Linked DNA regions of Drosophila melanogaster: region 2 is linked to region 1. Evidence: chromatin contacts called from public HiChIP or PLAC-seq data. All regions are on one chromosome and are shown on one strand. Each heading gives the region's core, a stretch centred on a gene start, on an enhancer-like site or on the middle of the called end of the contact. The rest is flanking DNA. Distances are from core to core; before and after follow the strand shown. Region 1 holds the start of CG6695. Region 2 holds the start of asp (abnormal spindle).

The links. HiChIP or PLAC-seq counts read pairs in DNA pulled down with a chosen protein or histone mark.
Region 2: a contact with region 1 is called in an H3K27ac HiChIP or PLAC-seq map of the Kc167 cell line, with 3 times the contacts expected there. The contact joins the promoter of asp here to the promoter of CG6695 in region 1. A contact is called at or near these places in 26 of 107 Hi-C or Micro-C datasets (the D17-c3 cell line, the Kc167 cell line, the OSC cell line and 11 more) and 5 of 6 datasets of contacts at active chromatin or transcription factors (the Kc167 cell line and the S2 cell line).

Annotation. Positions count from the first base shown.
Region 1 is chr3R:24,653,886-24,660,182 of dm6, reverse strand. CG6695 reads right to left here and starts at 5,023. Exons shown (of 6, transcript NM_206565.2): 1 at 4,703-5,023; 2 at 2,773-4,611; 3 at 2,615-2,667; 4 at 1,772-1,862; 5 at 1,579-1,684; 6 at 804-1,522. The coding sequence starts at 4,899. The coding sequence ends at 1,804. CG31125 reads left to right here and starts at 5,363. Exons shown (of 1, transcript NM_170161.3): 1 at 5,363-6,297. The coding sequence starts at 5,614. It overlaps CG31126, which reads right to left and starts at 562. Exons shown (of 2, transcript NM_170162.3): 1 at 229-562; 2 at 1-172. The coding sequence starts at 522. The coding sequence ends at 14. It overlaps mir-1003 (mir-1003 stem loop), which reads right to left and starts at 1,578; the gene lies at 1,523-1,578.
Region 2 is chr3R:24,748,828-24,755,659 of dm6, reverse strand. It overlaps asp (abnormal spindle), which reads right to left and starts at 1,811. Exons shown (of 6, transcript NM_079764.3): 1 at 1,605-1,811; 2 at 1,356-1,532; 3 at 1,091-1,303; 4 at 1-1,011. The coding sequence starts at 1,619. tld (tolloid) reads right to left here and starts at 5,929. Exons shown (of 7, transcript NM_079763.4): 1 at 5,667-5,929; 2 at 5,543-5,604; 3 at 5,053-5,397; 4 at 4,178-4,998; 5 at 3,865-4,126; 6 at 3,243-3,811; 7 at 2,150-3,186. The coding sequence starts at 5,864. The coding sequence ends at 2,240. tok (tolkin) reads right to left here. Exons shown (of 14, transcript NM_170168.2): 14 at 6,535-6,832.

The DNA.
Region 1 (6,297 bases), core at 3,774-6,273:
TCCTTCTGTGTTTTTACTTGCCGTGGCCTCCCAGGCACGGCGGACTCTTCTCCGGCTCCTGCTCCGGTTCCCACTGCTTGGGTGTCTTGGCCTCAATGGACAGGGCGTGCATAAACTCGAAGCCTGCTTCCTTCAGCGCATTTTTTACCGTGTCATTAACCAATCGATGACGCTAAGGGAAAATAAACCTCTTAATAAATAGAACGGAAATCCACGGATTTAACATACCTTGATGAGCGTCAGATCGTTGAACTTCTCCGAGACGACGAACACACGGAAGTGGGACTCCGACCGCTTGGGGACATTGTGCTGGGGCGATTCGTTAATGACCTCCAGATATACCGGCTTCAGCTCCGTGTTTAGTGCTTTTCGCATGGCAGACTCGATGGGCGGATACTGTCCCGCCTCCTGCGACATAGTGGCTCTGGGGAGGATCTGTCCTAAGCTGCTGATTGTGGGTGTCAGTTGATTCAGGTTTCGTATGGAAACTCCAGTGAGTCGGCGAAGAGTGAAATTTAACATGATTCCAGTATGCTTCTCGCACAGCTGTTTACAATTACATAAACAACTGGCAGCCAGAGTTGCCAAGTGCGGGATGAAAATCAACTTATCGATAACGCCAACGATAACCACTTTTCAAAAGAATGTTTGCAACGGTGAAAACAAAATATAATATTAAAATTAGTTTAATTTGCTGCAGTTAAGCACAAAAAAGGGTAACATATCTTTTAAAAATCTTATCAAGTAGGGCATAAAAAAATGTTAAATAAAAATAAATTAAATGTACAAAAAAGTTGTAACTTCAATACTATGCGCTATAAATATTTTATTGGGGGCAGAATCAACAGTGAGCGCAAAACACGCTCCAGAAATAAATCGTACATCTATGTATAAACAATCGAGCGAATATCAAATGTATAATCAAGTGAATAGAAAAACGTCTTCTTCACAACGGTTTTGGGATCAATAGTCAACCAGTTTCTTGAGCTTTGGCGGGGCGGAGATGACGACGCGTCCTCGATTCGAAGAACCACTGCCGCCATGGCCGTAATCCGCCTCCCGGTCGCGATCACGACCACGCAACCGTTCGTTCTGCTGCTGATGCTGTTGCCTGTACTGTTCCCGCTCGCGATTCCGCTCAATGCTGCGGTCCCGCTGCCTCCGCCGCCTGGACTGACTCCTCCGGCTGCGGGAACGGCGCCGATCACGGCTGCCACTGCGCCGTCGACTGTGGGAACGTCGCTTCCGCTCCACGCGACTTCCGCTTCGGGAGCGCGAACGCTGCCTACGATTGTACTTTGGACTGGGCGTCCTTGTGCGTCTCCTCCTTTCCGTTCGGCTGCTGCTCCGTCTGCTGTGCTGTGTTTCCGGCGGTGGCGACCGCCTACGACTCTCCGATCTGCTGCGACTGCGACGCGTCGACGACTTTGCCAGCTGGCTTTCCGATGCCACAGATTCGGCATCGCTGTCCGAGAGCTTTCCACTCGAGGGCGTTCCATATTTGTGACGCAGCTCACGGCGCCTGTGAATATGTAAATGTGAGAGGACCGCCAGAGCCAACCACATCCAGATACCCACCTTCTGCGCAGCTTGAGGGCCAGTTCGCGCATCTCATCCTCGCGTTCCTGCTGTTGCAGTCGTTCACGCTCGGTCTTTTCGATTTCCGCACGCTTATCGGCTTTATCTGCAAGATATTTCCGTTTTAGTTACCTAATTCAAGGGATTTCAGAAGGCGCTTGGTGAACATCACACTACACTCCAGTTGGCTTACATTGCCGGTTCAAAAGGTTCTGCATCTTTCTCTTAAGCCGCTCGCGCAGATTGGGCCGTCCGCCACCGCCAGAACTCGGATGTCCGGAGCCCTGTAAAAGCACATACTTATTTAGCAAGTCTCAGGATGTTGTTGCGGTATTAAGGGAGCAGTGGGTGGCCGGCGAAAGTGTGGTAGGCAGTGGGGATTGGTCTGTGCGTCCATGATGGGCTGTCAGATTAGGGCATCTACTCACTAACATTAGGAAAAAGCTAGCTTCGAAAGCCGAAGCTTAAAAATGCCAGTGCAGGATTATCATTTGCATCATCCTTTCAAGCGAAATAGTATTTAAAACTGGATTATGATTAAAAATCTGTATATAACAACTATGTGTCTTTAAGCTGACCACGCCAAAATAGCATTCGTGCCATTTTTATTTGACGAGAATTCATGGGAAAGAATCAAGGAACTTCAATGCATAGCAACAGATTGAAGAAAAAGCAGACAAACCGGACAGAAGTTGCAATGGTTTTATAAATACAATGGGGTGGCGAATACATCCTTGATTGCATCGCAATCAACATTGCATTTCAATGCAACGAAGTGCTGCAGCGGCATTAAGAGGGGGGCACAAAACAATGTATCAACAATTGGACATGCAGGGATGGTTGCTAGTCAGGTTTGGAACGAGAACACGGTGCTGCCTGCTTGGGTCCGAATGTTGCTCATTGGATTGGATGTCGGATAGCGGGAGGCTGAGACGTGAATTTTGTGGTGTACTCCAGTTGGGTGGGGCATGACACACTTGGCTTTGCTTACTGACTTTGGTTTCGGTAGCGGAACTATATTTGCCTGTTTGATTACCCGTGCTGCTCGAAGACGACATGGTCGGCTGGAGGGCGTGTGAACGCTCCGACCTGAAAGAGAGATACCATAATTAGATGGATAATTACAATTACAAGGATACAGGCCCTAATCCTTGGCTGTTCTACTTTACCACTCTCTCCAGCACACAAACTTACGCAGTGTCCAATTCCATATCATCGGAGTCCTCAGCTCGCTTTCCCAACTGTGGCTGTTGCTGCTCCTCGTTGTCGCTGCCTTCGCTGTTCTCCGCTCCCGACGAAGATGAGGACGAGGTATCGTTGCCTCTTTTTCGTCCATAGTAGCGTTTCAGTGGCGGTGGTGGTGGCTCTACCACTTGTGGTTGCACAGCAACGGGTGCGGTAGCTGTGAGTGCTTGGTTTACATTGAGCATTCGCGCAGGTATTGGATAGCTGATCATGGGCGGCGTTGCTTTGGCCGGCGGCTGCTGCTGCTGCTGTTGGAACATCTTTACCGCCGTTACAGTGGATGTAGTTGTAGTCGTGGTGGTGTTCAGGCAATAACCACCCACGGTCGCCACTGGCGGAGGTGTGGTCTTCTTTTTGACGCGACTCCTTCGGTTTGAGGGGGATCGGGAGCGACTTCTTCGCCTGTATGAGCTGCCACTGGAGCTGCGAGAGGAATAGGAGTAGCGCTTCCTAGAGCGCTTGTAGCTTGGACTGCGCGCCTTGTAGCGTTTCCAGGAACCGGATCGCGATCGACTGCGGGATCTGGATCTGGATCTTGACAGCGAACGGGATCTTGATCTCGACCTGGATCTTGATCTAGAGTAGTACCTTCGTCGGCGACGTGAACGCGTCCTGCTCCTTCTGTGATAGCTTCTACTGCGGCGACTTCTACGACGACTGCCACTCCGACGACTACCACTCCGACTCCTTGAGACTGTGGCACTCCTAGAACGAGAGCGGGAGTGCGAGCGGGATCGACGTCTGTTGCGCTTGGACGACTCATTCATCACTTTCAACTTGTCCAGATTATCTTTCACCTTTTGAGCATAGGAAACCGAAGATGCTGCGGCGGCGGCAATCGCCGCTCCGCTACTGGCATTGATGCACGATTCACCCAGGGTCAGACCAGGCTTCGTCAGGCTGATGGTGATCTTGGAGTGCGGCTGCATTTCGTCCTCGCCCCCAAACGAGGTAATGTAGGTTATCTTCTCGGGACCTGCTTCCGCGGGCGACGGCGAACGCGATTCGCTGTCCTCCTCCTTTTCTTTCTCACCGCCCTTACCACCACCTTTTTTGTCCTTATCCTCCTTGGCAGCATAGCTTGGCGGACTGAATGGTCTATTGGCGATCCTTCTCTCCTTTTGCGCCCGACGCTCGCGTCTTGACTTGCGCCCGCTCAGCAGCATCTTCTCCTGCTCCTCCTCGCGCGCAATGCGCAGGGCATCCGCCTCGTCAGCATCCTTAGTGAGGTGTGAGAAGAAGTCGTTGCTTTTCATGCCGTAGTTGCGCCCGCAGGCGTTAAGCTCATGGGCTTGCGAGGTGTCCAGCTTGCCGATGTCTATCGACACATCCATATCGATGTCAGAATCCGATTCTTCACTGCCATCCCCCTTTTCACCCTTCGCAACAGCTGCCGCTCCACCAATGACAGTTGAACTGGCGGCTCCAAAAGGCTGAGGTCCAATAGTCGCTCCATCGCCGGTATCTTCGTAGGAGTAGCCAATTGTGGCTCCTCCCGTCTTCTGCTTCTTTTTGGCCAGATTCCGTTCCGCCTCCAGTTGGGCATTGGCCCCAAACTGTTCCTCCAGGTAGAGTTGGTGCAGAAACTTATCCTCGCTGACGTTGAGGAAGTCATTTTGCGCCAGGATGCGATAGCGCTCGTAGTTTAGCTGACGCTCCTCGAGGGTCAGTTCGGAGTCACCATCCGCCCCCTCGGCGTTGGTCTTGTTCACGGGAGGAATGTGATCCAAATGGGCGCGTACATCGAAGCGGTCGATGAGGTTGTCCTGCTGACCCTGCCAAGGCACACTGCAAAAAGTATCCATTACTTAGCAAAACAAAAACATCGCCACGCAACTAGAAAGTAGAGGGTTTTATGCTCTAAATGAATATCACTTGCATGATTGCGGCTCCATCGCCGGCGGCGGCCACCGCGGGATCCAAGTAGATCTTGCTTCGCCGGCCATGCAGTTGCAGAAACTGGGTGGGATCTGCCTGAATTTTGTCGTAGAAGTACTGCCGCCGCTCCGCCCTCTTGCGGTAATCGACGATCAGGCCACGGATCTTGCGCTCCTGTTTCCTCGCCTCGTGCCACATCCCGTACTTGTGTTGCCTGCGATCGCCGGCTGGCAAATGACTTGGCTTCACCCGAAAAAGGACATCAGCACGCCCGGCAAAAATATGACCCTACACCAGCTAAAACCGACGATATACAGTATGACCGTATGGTTAAAACTCGACCTAGTGGTGGGAGATGCAGCGACGTAACAACGATACAATATACACTAAAACATCGATACATTGATGGATGACAGACAGGCAGCAATTTTGCGGGATATTTGAAAAATTACTAGTATTTAAACCGATTATCGCTGTGGAGTATTTCCTTATGCCCAATCATAACCTTAAGATTTGTAATTTACAAAGTTTTGATTAAAATAAGAGTTCAATAGAGTTATTGTCCCTTTAAAAGCTAAGCTCAAAAAGAATACCCTCTATGATCGATTTTCTGAACCACTTTGAACCAGCGAACGTTATTTCTGGTCGACACTGGCAACGCCGTGGAGCCTGCGCCCTTTTGTCGAAACAACAAAAGGACAATAAATAACAAGCTAAACTGGAATGGGCCACAACACAACAATTGACGCTCGCCGCCTTTTGCGGCATCGATTTTGAAGGGGAACACATCCACAGGCACAGCTACATAAATCGAAAGGACACCCACGGGGATTTGCGAGTGCAAGGATCAAGGAGCAGGGAAGGGAAAGCGAAGGCAGAACGAGTCCAGCTCGTTTTTCTGGAGCAGTTTTGATGTCCTCAGACAGACGCTACTATTTCGGAGCGGATTTGGAGGACAATGAGGGTGCCATCTGCAAGGCCAACGACAACAACAACGAACAGGAAGCGGATAAGGACGATCCGGATGAATCGGAGTTCCTGCAGGATGTGCCCTACTCCTCTAGCAGCATTGACCGCAGCTCGGTGGGCTCCATTCCGTGGGCGGACGATGCCATCAAGAAGAACCTGCTGGACTGGGAGCGGGTGGAGCGGCTGATGAGCGGCGAGGATCCCTTGACGGAGCTTCAGGAGCCCGAGTTGCGCAACGAGATCGCCGACTGGCACCGAAAGTTCCCTAGCCTGCTGGGCCGCCGGACTCGAACGCTGCGCCACCACAGCTTCGATAGTCAGACGCGGGAGGATATTGACTCGATTTCAAATCTTAGTCTGAACTCCCTGGACGACGACGATGATGACGAGGAGGCGGAGGATGGATTTCTGACACCCAAGGCAGAAGAACCAGAACAGCCTCATCACCACTCCTATTTACGGCACAGCCAGAAGAAGCTGGTGGATCTACTGGACAGGGATCTGCGGGTTACCTCCGTTTCGGTTAGACTCCTCAAACGACAGCGCAGCCAGCAGAACCAGCCCCAGCTGCCCATCTCAGCCACCACCCAATCCTCGGCACGCCTGCGCATGCCGCCCATTCTCAAT
Region 2 (6,832 bases), core at 562-3,061, 99 kb before region 1:
TTCATGGAGATTAAAACGACTGGACTGAGCGAGGATCTCACTGTGGTTGAATAGAAACTCCTGCTGGCCGGCCAAACTAGCCTCGCTACTAGAGGAGCTATTCAAGTCTTTGGCCTTTATCTGGATCTGCTGCTCCTGGTAATATCTATTCTGTTCGATCGAGCGGATTTTCATTTCATTTAGATTAGGCATAGACCCTTGAATGGCATACTTAGTTTGTGGCGATAGAAGTGACAAATCTTTCATGGACTCGGAATACTTTCGTAAGGGTGAACCCACCAACTTAATGTCCCTCTTCAGGTCGTGTATGGCGCTCTTCGTGGGCGTCCTAGGTGGACTTGGTCCCTCCTCCTCATGAATACAGGCCAGAGCTCTGGTGTGCGTGGCATGCACAATGGTTGTTGTCTTATTTAGGGGCGTATGCGGTTGTCCATCGATCCTGGAGCAGTCCAAGGTGTCCAACGAAATATTGATAGTCTCGGAATGCTTTACATCGAACGTTTTGTTTGTGGCAGGCTGATCTTCTAGATCATCTGGAGTGATTCGACGCGGCCGCATATCATTAGCACATGATTTTACATTCCCTTTAAGTGTTGGTGTGGGCCAGGCTGCCAGATTGTCCGGGAAAATGGTAGCTTGTCCTTTGCCACGGGTTTCGGTGAGAGGTGTGAATCGCAGATTGTCAATCACGTCGAGTAGGTTTCCTGGCGTCATAGGGCTTAGATTTTCCTTAAGACTGCGAGGCTGTGGTGATATGTATACGGGCTCTTCTTGTGGAGTCTTGTATACATTCTTCTCGACAAGAGGAGCCTGTGGAGGTGGATGTGCCCATGCAGCGGGACGCGAAGGAGCAGTCACTCGCCATGTCTGCTTGGAGGGAGGCGCTGCTGCTGCAGACATGCGCTTCTTTTGCTGCACAGCAGCGGATACCACGCTTTTCATTGTCTTGCCAGCTCCTGTCGGCGATTTCAGCTGCAGGGTCTTGCCGACAGTAGGAAATTTGCGCGGGTTCTTCAGGTAGAAAGGTAAGAGATACATGCAAAAGAGGGTATGTAAGTAAAAGGGGTGGCAAATGCATTTTTTGACTGACCTTGACCGGCTGGTTGCTCTTGGACTTGAGTATGATCATCACCTCCTTTCGGAAGTTGCGGTTGTCTATTAGCTGCAGCGTCTCCTTGCAGGCCACCTCAAGGACGGGGCTCCACACTAGCTCCATGGATACCTCATCTCTTGCAGGCACCGTGTGCTCCATCCACTCCAGGCTTAAGTTGTGCTCCTCCCGGATGGCCTTCATTACCTTGACCTGTAAAACATTGATCAAATAACAGTTGCCAGGCCGTATGCAACCCACTAACCTCGATGTCGTCGTCGCTGGGATTGAGAACGCGCACCTGGCGCCGTGCTGTCTTTGTTATCGGCACATCCTCGAACTGCACAATCGCCTTGGCGGAGAACGGAGCCATGACGACGACGGCGGGCTCGCGTCCTTCGGCGCGCTTCTTTTGCTTTAGGCGCGATGGCGTCACTGTGATCTGTAAGTACCGGTAATCTAGTTATTTCTCGGAAAATTATTGCCGGAGTTCCAAAAAGAGGACTCAACTAACCTCAAAGGCGCTCATTGCAGGGAATGGCCAAAACAGAAATAACTTGAACTAAACAGAAACGGGCTCGCAGCTAACTTAGTGGTCCATTAACACAGCGACTAACTAATCAATTAACACAATTAACGAACAAAAATTAAACAAATTAGAGCGTCGCCGCACAAATCCAAATTCGAACTGAAATTCGAAACGAAGCGACGCCGATACTCGATTGCTTGATTGCTGGAGCAAAGGGCTATCGAACAATTCGACCTATCGATTGTGAAATGTTAGGGGTCTTCAGAATGGTTTTCGATAGACTTAAAAATATAAGGATTACATTTGTCCGCAATTTTTAAACATAAATTATTTAATATGATAAGATCATTCTAAGGAATATTATTTTGTGTAATTTTACATAAATTGTGAGTAACCCAGATGTGTTAACACCACCAATCGATATCCTCAGTGTGAACGTTGCACAGTTTTATAGCGCCAAATTCAAATGTGTATTATCACAGATATAAATATTATGTGCCTTTAAAAATAAAATATAGGGTAAACAAAATGACTCGAAATATCTTTTATTCACAATCTATTTACAAATTTCAACAACAAACATTAAACTCTAAATCCCTTCGCTGGACCTCTCATTTTATCTAAATGAGTCTGCTGGGTGGCAGGAGGTGGTCGCTGCCCGTTTCTGAGGAATACATGCTCTTGAGATAGCCCGGAAAGGGTGTAACCGCGTCGAAATCCTCGCCAACAGAATCTTCCGGTGGATCCACGGCCATGAAGGAGATGGCGAAGCCTCTCAATGAGTTACTCTCGTCCGTTTGGAATCGCAACAGAAGGGTGTCCGAGTTGGAGATTATGATTGGCGGCTTGTGCTTTCCGCAAAATCTGCCGTGGATAGTGTTCATTGAGTAGCCCTCCTCGGTGATCTCCAGATAATCGTAGTCGCATCGCTCCGAGTACTCGATCTCGAAGTGTAGGAAACGGATCTTGACACTGCTTTCCGGGTCTGCCTGAATGCGCCAATCGCAGTACATGTTCCGCTTGTACGGCCTACTGCCGTATCGTGGATGCGAGTAGAAGGTCTGTGAATGATTTGTGGCCCTCAAGTAGCCACCACATTCGGAGACAAAGGTGGCCTTGAAACCCTTTCTCTGAAGACCCGCATCCGTGGCCAGTACCATAAACATCTCATTGGTGGAGGCAATAACGGCATACGGTTCACGTCCACCGCAATAGATGCCCAATGTTGAGCTATTTTCGGAGCGACCATCATAGATAGCCACATAGTCGTAGATGCACTCCTGGTGGCTCTCCACCTCAAAGTCGTGGAATGTCAACTGTATCCGGTGGCCCAGTACGGTCTGAAAATGCCAGTAGCAGTAAATGTTTCTTGGATAATCCTCCGGATAGTTGGGACTCTGCAACACTCCATACGACGTGGTGATCTCGAACTTGCAACGCGTCTCCGTGCAGTTGTGTCCATTTTCAGCCAATGTGTATCCATTGCGGCAGCTGCACTGATAGGATCCAAAGGTGTTTCGGCATCGGTGCTGACAGCCACCATTGTTCATTGAACACTCATCCACATCTGTGGAATAATGATATTATAGATCGTACGTAAATTAATTTTTTTCTGTAAGTTACCTATTACAAACTTGGCCACAAATCCACTTCTCTGGACAGTGCGATCCGAGTAGAACTCCAGCCTGAGGATACTCTGCTCGGAATTCACCACTGGAGGTAGTTCATGACCACAATAAATGCCAATCTTCTTCAGGCGATTATCCCTCATTTTGGAGTATATAATCAGGTAATCATAGTTGCACTTGGTGTAGTGAAACCGTGTGCCCTCCAAATCAAAGTGGGAAAAGTTTAGGAACACCGCGTGATTCGGTGGCGCAACCACTTCCCAAACGCACTGCTTGGAGTTGGGATACACATCCGGATACGATGGTGAGTAGAGCGAGCCATTGGATTTGGTGGCGTCCACGACTCCTCCACACGCGTCCTCGCAGGTCTTTCCATTTGCCTGCAACTCGTATCCCGCTCGACAGCCACATTGGTAGCTACCCAAGGTGTTGATGCACAGGTGCTGGCATCCATGATCCGTGAACTTGCACTCATCCACGTCCAGCATCAAGGCGGCTGAGAATCCCAGCTTTTGCACCGATGAGTCGGATACGAAACGGATGTACATCTGGTTACTGCGGGTTCTAAGTGGATATTCACTTGGTTAGTGATCATTTTTCCTTTGAAAGTAACTTACTTTATGTTGGGCGGCAGTTTATCTCCGCAGAAGCGTCCTATGAGCCGCGAATCACTGTGATTGCCATCCCGTATCTCCACAAAGTCGTAGGCACACCCGTCGTGCTTCTCCAGCTCAAAGCTCTGGAACTTCAGGGCCACCTGGTGGTTATCCGGAGCCGTGATCCGCCACACGCACTCTTTGTCCGGCATGTAGTCCATAGGATAGTTGGGAGAGTCTATGGACTGATCTTTGGTCAGCTTTAAGTCCCCACCACATACCACTGGAATGGAAAAATTAGTTTGTGTTTTTCTTTGAAAAGTTTAAAACTTACCCTCGAATCTCGCCTTGAATCCACGGTAACCTTTGGCTGCATTCCTGTTGACATAGTTGAGAAGCATGCGACTTGTCTGGGTGGTGATGACCTCTCCGCTGACATTTCCGCAGATTCGTCTCACCAGTGGCGATTTGTGCCAGTAACCATCCCTAATCTCCAGGTAATCCTGAGTACAATCGTCGGAGCTCATCAGATGCAGCTGCTGCAGATGCAGGATGACCTTTTCCCCATTGGTGGCCGTGATCCGCCACTCGCAGTTGGTCAGCGAGGCATCGAACTCAGATTCCGCGGACGGATCTTCCCCAGCATCACCACTGCCCTCGAATTCGCTGAGTACTCCATTGCCGGAGTATATAAAGTGTGGACTCACTATATGTCCAGAATTCTGCTGATATGTTCGTCCACAGGAGGCGCACTTATAAAGCAAATTGGCTTGAACAATGTCGCCGCGACTAAGACGCTTCCGCTGACCCAACTCCAAATGGGTTCCGGGTGGAATCCCTATCGGTGTGATGGTATCCAGGTAGGGACTCTTCGAGAACGAGTTCTTCGCATAGTGCATAATGGAGTTAAGATCGTAGGGCAGTAGAGGCAAGTCCACCTCCTCCGGCGAGAGTACATCAAAGTTGTACTCCTGACCCCTCATGATGTTCCCCTTGTTAATCACGATGTGTTTATCTCTGTCACCACGGGCGTGTTCATGGTGAAACCCGATTGTGTGACCCAGTTCATGGATAATAATGCCAAACTTTTCGCAATTACGTCCAATGGAGATGGGCTGGCGTCCATTCCCATTCTTACCCAGAAACGAACAGCAACTATTCGATGGGATATAAATTATAAATTCTCCATAGAACGAATATTAGACTTACCCGCAATTCTTGACTGTAAAGTATATATAGTTTGCATGCAAATTGGGATCCCGCTCCACAAACTTGATGCAGGTGAAGTTCTCCCAGTGGCGCATGGCCTGCTTGAAGAGCGCCTTGTGGGCTCCACTGAAGATGGTATCGATCTCGTAGGGTATGACCCCATAGTCCCAAGTTCGCTCCTTCCTCACGGTCACAGCTCTTCGCCTTCTCTGGATTGGTTGCCCATTTAAAGTGGGTGAGTGACTATGCTGCAGGACATCAACAGCGTCATCGGTCCACAGAAATGGTGGGGGTAATCTCAGAGCGGCTTTGTTCTGCGATTTATGCGACTGCTTCCGGCGTCTCCTGTGTGGGTGGTTGAGATGGGCAGGGAGGGCTTATGAGCTCAGGTATTACTTACGTGCCCAAAGGCAAGCACTCCAGTGGCCAAGGCAAGTGTGTGGGCTAATTGCGCACCATTGTGTGCGGTATAAATCCCAGTGGAACTTACCCCGAATGTTGTCTGGTTGTCTTGAGTTGATAGATATCATCCTTTGGCTCCTTCGGCGGCACCTGTTGTTGGGTAATGCTGAAGATTGTAATTTTAGGTCGGGCCACGTGACTCCACCACTCACCAGTGAAGAATCCAGAATGCCAAAGAAGTCCTCTGGCTGCTCCTTGAAATCAAAATCGCACTCACTCTCGGGCAGCTGACTCAGTCGCCTGCCCTCGGCGTAATCCACCAGAAAAAACATCATCATCCAGAGAGCTCCCACAGAGAGAACAACTAATTTCGCTTTCATTTTCATGGGCATAAGGCGCATTCCTTTCATTGCGTGGGTATTTCTGGGGGCTCGTTCCCTGAAGTTGCTTCAACCAGTTCAAAGTTCTAACTGAGTGCTCGTGGACTGCGATTGCCGAATTATACTGGTGCGCCGACAAGGGTTCCACGGATCGAGTGAGTGAGCAGCAGGTAACAGATCCCAACTCGTAGGGGAATCGGTGGACGAGGGGCGTGGCAGGGCAGGCCGTTGCAGAATCTCGACTGACCGCTCGAAGGGACGGCTCAATAGAAGGAGAGACGAGAGCCATAACCAGACCTGAGTGCTACCCCTCCTCATTGGCGATTCGGGATGACCATTGTCTGCCGCCTGTTGTTTGCATTCAATGGATTTTGATTTGGGTATTCCTGCTCACACCTTGACATTGTCCATCTATACGTGTACGCGTATGTGGCCATCTACCTGGGTCGCTGGCCGGGCTCAGGGGCATTTGCCCAGGATCAGGTGTTGCTTAAGCGGGTTCGTGCCTTTTAGGGCAGGTCATTAATGATCGTAAATCCGCCGCATGAACGAATCGTTTCGCGGTAATTCCACCTTCAAATGCTATTCAAGAGCCATGGCGCTTCTGCCTGGCGTGGCAAGGTGGAACCTAGGGCCATAAATCCATGAGCCCATAAACCCGAAAGTCCGTAAATAACATTCTTCAAACTCGTTTTGTTTTGGTTTTAAAACATAGTTACTATGCAAGTTTTAATATGTATAGATATAATTACGTATTAAGTTGAGTCAAATATCCGAGAGTTGTACATATGCCTGTGTGAAAAATTCAATCCATCTGTAAGGATCCTCCACTTTCGGTGCTTCCGAAGATATGTGTGTATCTCTTTTCTATCCTAACTTCCGTTCTGATTTTGATATGGGCCACCCATTGACTTATGCTAAGATGCCTAAGGAAATGCACTCCATCATTACCATTAAATATGGCACAATATAGAATATAGATATCCGAAAAAAATGAA